2 separate regions of the Lactuca sativa genome follow, and region 2 is linked to region 1. A link is a contact called in public Hi-C data. All regions are on one chromosome and are shown on one strand. Each heading gives the region's core, a stretch centred on a gene start, on an enhancer-like site or on the middle of the called end of the contact. The rest is flanking DNA. Distances are from core to core; before and after follow the strand shown.

The links. Hi-C and Micro-C count contacts between places; a contact is called where the count stands out from the background.
Region 2: a Hi-C map of leaf shows a contact between it and region 1, with 5 times the contacts expected there. The contact joins the promoter of LOC111876515 here to the promoter of LOC111876519 in region 1. A contact is called at or near these places in 2 of 4 Hi-C or Micro-C datasets (both in leaf).

What each region holds. Positions count from the first base shown.
Region 1 is chr9:18,944,382-18,947,062 of Lsat_Salinas_v11, forward strand. It overlaps LOC111876519 (UDP-xylose transporter 2), which reads left to right and starts at 1,355. Exons shown (of 9, transcript XM_023873056.3): 1 at 1,355-1,608; 2 at 1,700-1,793; 3 at 1,880-2,051. The coding sequence starts at 1,931.
Region 2 is chr9:19,182,131-19,184,811 of Lsat_Salinas_v11, forward strand. LOC111876515 (protein farnesyltransferase/geranylgeranyltransferase type-1 subunit alpha) reads left to right here and starts at 1,316. Exons shown (of 5, transcript XM_023873053.3): 1 at 1,316-1,659; 2 at 1,965-2,074; 3 at 2,178-2,298; 4 at 2,368-2,463. The coding sequence starts at 1,429.

The DNA of each region.
Region 1 (2,681 bases), core at 105-2,604:
TTTGACTTCTCGTTCTACAATGTAGTTAGCGAAGCTCTGGAGGTTTCAGAAGGATAACTAAGGAAAGTTAGTAAACGTCGAAGCTCTACTCGCGACGATTCAGACCTCGTCAAATTAAGTAAGTTACACTTACTCTTATCTAACCTACTTAGTTGTTTCAAGAATATTTAGGTGAGTTATCTTATTATACTATGTGTGACAATATATGTTCGTTGTATTTAGAATGTGAGGACAGTTGGAATAGAGTTACATAAATATACTAATTCAACATAATATTTTTGAAACAACTAAGTAGGTTAGATAAAAGTAAGTGTAACTTACTCAATTTGATGAGGTCCGAGTAGCCGTGAATAGAACTTCAACGTTTACTTACTTTCCTTAGTTATCCTTCTGAAACCTCTAAAGCTTCACTAACTACATTACAAAACGAGAGTTCGAATCACAATTGACCGAAATCTTGTGAGGGGGGAGAGAGAGTTGGAAAAATTGGTGGAAAGAAATGAGGAGAGGCGACCCTCCTTTTATAAGGAGGTTTTTGCCTCGTTGCGTCACGCCCTATAGAGGGTCATGTCGTAGCCATGGGTCAAACTGACTTTTCTTTTGTGCACACAATACTGAATTGATGGTGTGATGTGACTTCCACGTCACAATATTGTTATGTCATTTATTTTGGTAATGTTCTAGATTGATGGTAACGGTAAGTTGCTTGATATTGCAATAAAATTGTAAATGTAGTGATATAATTGAGAAAATAACACAGTGTCAAAATCATAATTCTTTATTGTAATTCAGGAAAAATGTTTTTCGGGAGAACTGATAAAACTGGTTATTTGGTTAATATTGCAACAAAATTGTAAATATATTGACATAATTATAAAAAAACAATATTCGGTATCAAATTCTAAATTTTATGATAATATATTGATTTTTTTTTTCTTTTGTAATTTGCACTATTTAAAAGTACAATCCAAATTGCCTAATTAGACAATTTAATTTTATCCAAATAATAAATAACCCGTGGTTCTCGGAATTGATGCAATTGCTCATTGTTGGTTGTTTTTTCTTTTATATATATTTCATCACGTTCTGAAAAGAATAAGCAAATTTTAATAATAATTTTATTATAGGTCAATTTTATTTAAATAAACTTATTTCTAAAATCAATGTTTATGATAAAAAGGTTTATACTTTGAATAAAAATCCAAACAATAAATATATAGATTAATTGTTAAAAAGTTACTTTTTATATCAGGCAATCGAGTTATTTTATACTTACGATGTGAGATTTTGCCCTTTATACATTATAGTTTGGGTTTTTATACTAGATCTGAAGGGGAACTAGAATAAAGAAAATCACGACCGTCCATTTTCACAATCAACCATCTATCTTGCCGGCGTCAAAACTGCCGGAAAACCAAATTCAAAAACAAGTCAAAATAATTAGATTTTTTCCCTTTCTCTGTTCATGGATTCACACTGATTACAGTACTCTTTCCTAACTTTCACACACCCATCCCTAGGCACTATATAATCATTCAATCATATGTATATGCATACTTATATCTACTACAGAATTTGAGGAAGGAGATATCCTCGTTGTGATCTCAGGTTACTTTTTATCTGTCTGCATTCACACTGAGTTTTCTGTGGAGTTGCGTGTAAAATTTCTTGATTTTTTTTATGTAATACCGAATTGTAGAGTAGTAGATCTGGAGTTTTAAATGGTGAATTTTGTGGAGGTTTGAAGTTTGCTGTTTGGCAATTAGCGCCAGTTCGTAATTTACTGGAATGAGGTACGATTTACGAAGTTGACGTCTGATGCTTTGATTGGTTGATTTTATGAAGATTAAGTTTGATTTTGGTTTTATGTTTTTGGTAGATTTTGAGATCGAAATCGAAGTTAGAAGTGACACGTAAGTGAGAGAGGAAGATGGGCGAAGGACAGCGGTTTCAGCTGGGAACAGTTGGAGCGTTGAGTTTATCTGTGATTTCCTCGGTTTCGATTGTGATTTGCAACAAGGCACTAATAAGCACTCTTGGTTTCACTTTTGGTAAGCAATCAAGCCTTCACACTAAATTTGTAGTTTTGAATCTTTTAATGATCCTGGTCGATGAATCAGCACCTATTGTGCTGAATGTTCTGTAAATTGCCATTAAGAAACAAAGCTCACGATCCTTAGAATTTGTTCTTCTAGGCCAGTGAGATTGAGTAATTGTCGCTTAAATTTATGTTTATTTTCTTGATTAACTAGTAAATCAAGTTCATATTGCTTGATATATGATAATTGTACATTGTTGACGATTAACTCCATTTGGAACTTGATACTCACATTCACCATTGACATAAAAAGGACATATATCCTTATAACTTTATGCTTGAGAGTTAACCGGTAAGGCCTTGGATTGCTGATGATGCTTCATTGCTTGATTTACTTGTTTTGATACATGATTGTCAATAAATCATGATATCCTTTCTTAATTTGGCTTAAGACTTCAATTTTCCTTTAGACAGTTCAAAGGATTGGAATTGAATCCACACTGCTCCAATGATTAAAAGGACAACTCATGAACAAACCACTGAATTGCACACAAGATCACATACAAATTACAATGAGGATTCTCCTAAGATCATAGTCACAACAAAATTGTGCTGCAAACTCAAGAACCATGAACTCTAGGAA
Region 2 (2,681 bases), core at 66-2,565, 240 kb after region 1:
ATGTTTTAAGAGTAAGAATTGGCCTTATTTCGTGTTGTGCATTTCAAGAAGAGTAAATATTCAAATCGGTGAGTCATAAGAATGATGGAATAGTTGGTTGTTTTTTAACTTAAGTGTGCAAGAAGTGGAAGGTGTTTGGTTCGGAAAATGATCTTTGGTGTAACTTATTTAAAGAAAGATGGGGAATAGACCGAGCCATATTTTATGCACCCGTTGATGATTCAAAATCATTGAAAGATGTATATGCAATTCAAGACCAGTATGTTTGTTTTGGATTATAAGTAACCATTAATTTGTTATAAACAATAAGTAAGTATTCATTAAAAAGTGGTATAAATTGTTTGTAGGGGCCGAAGATCATAAGGGAAGAAGATGGTTGTTTCCTGATCCACCAAGGAGAAAATCAAAGATATTTGGGTTCAAGAAGTATACATGATGATGCTTCTGCTTCTACTTCAACTACCTCATATGCAAGTAGGTATATAAAAGATGAGTTTATGGGTAGACGTGAACGCCAGATGGGGATTCTTGACAGAATATTGTTCTTCATTTAAGACCCGGAAAAAATGGCCGTTTGTTGTAAATATTTCTCACTGTTTTTTCTTTGTTCATTACCATCACCGTGTAATATATATTTATGGTGTCTTATATCATGATGCTAATAAAGTCACACCCAACTTCTATGTGTTTTCATGAGATCAATTGTATGTAAAATTATAGATTTCTGTATATGAATATGATTGGAAATCGTTGTTAAATGTTAATTTGTTGTTGAAGCGGGTGTAGTTTTGGTTGCAATCTCAATCTATCAAATGTCGATTATTAATCAAGACCTCATTTTAAAATGCATATTGAAAGTAATTAAATAAGAATCATACTGTATTTATTATAGCTCAAACTTAAATCACACTAAAAACACAAGTTGTTTGACAAAAGTACAGTCTCAACATAATTCAATACCTGAGAATCGGGGTGTTACAATCCGTCCATGGTGGTGATTTGTTGTTAGCGAAGTTGGAAGAAAAAAATCTAGGTTTAGAGAAGAATAAGGCTAGCGTGTTTTAGTTTTTCTTTTCGACCTTTGATGTTAAGCTTAAAAGGGTTGTATAGAATGTAATTATATTTGTACCTCTTAATTTTCAAGAAACATATAATATGCTTTATATAATACTAGTAGTAAAGATAAAGATAAAAATATTTAATTTAATATTATAAATAGTTATTTTATAAAGATAAATTAATTTACATACTTCTATTAATTTATTTTACCAATGCAAACCTCCGGTGTATAAAGTAGACATATTCACTGTAAATTGACGGCTGAGGTAGGGAGGGGTAAAAAGGGGAGAAGTGAAGCTCAGAGAATAAAAGTAGAAATTCCAAGAGGTAGGGGGATCGCCGGATCGGAGCATCATCGTCGTCGACTGAATGGATTCAGATGAAGATGAGGGGATACCACTGAGACAAAGACCGGAATGGTCCGACATCACTCCGGTGCCGCAGGACGATGGTCCTAACCCCGTTGTTCCCATTGCGTACTCTGAAGAGTTCGCCGAGATTATGGATTACTTTCGAGCTGTATATCTCGCCGATGAGCGATCACATCGTGCTCTTCAGCTTACCTCCGAAGCCATTCACTTCAATGCTGGAAATTACACCGTAAGAATTAACAAACTCTTATTGATCTCAAACTAATTTTGATTATAATTTGTAGTTTTATTACTACTTCGTTTTTCAGTGATCGTATCTGTTTGGAGCTCAATCTCTAATTGAGCCTTCGAATAGAGGATAATTGGGGGTTTTGAGTAGTTTGATACATGGTTGTAACAAACAGAAAGAAACTTTTGATAGCATGATTAGAAGTTAGCAATACAAGAAGGAAATTGATGTGAACATAGTGGAAGCAAGAAACGCCAATTCAATCTACTATGAGAGCCAACATGTTTTTGTCTTTCACATCACAGGTGTGGCAATTCAGAAGAGTAGTACTCGAGACTCTCAATGCTGATTTGCATGATGAATTAGAATTCGTTGAGCATCTTGCTAGCAAGAACTCAAAAAACTACCAACTATGGTGAGACAGTATCCTCTTTCTTAGACAAATCACTTAGCATTCAGATTCTACCAAAATAGCTTGTAAATGATATGATTTGAAATATTCTTAAATCTTAATACAGGCACCATAGGAGGTGGGTTGCTGAGAAATTGGGGAGTGAAGCTGCTGGTAGAGAACTTGAGTTCACCAAGAACATATTCTTAAACGATACTAAAAATTATCATGCTTGGTCTCATAGACAGGTATGCAACTTAGTTATATTACAGTATGTATAAAGGCTTCAGATTTGATTTATTTATTTTCATATTCAGTGGGTCCTTCAAAATCTTGGAGGCTGGGAAGATGAACTTGCTTACTGTGATAAACTACTTGAAGATGATATTTTCAACAATTCTGCTTGGAATCAGGTATATAGATTATTAAGTTTCTTAACATGGGATCTTTATTCTGCTACATGTTTTCTGCTGAAATTATTAAAATAGATCATAATGTAATCAGTGGGGCCAAAATGTTCTTTGAGTTCTTGGGGTCTAGAAACTGTTTTCCATGAATATATATTTGTCATTTTCAAGAATTTTGTTTAAATCTACCATCCTAAATTCCTAATTCAACATCTTATTTTGTA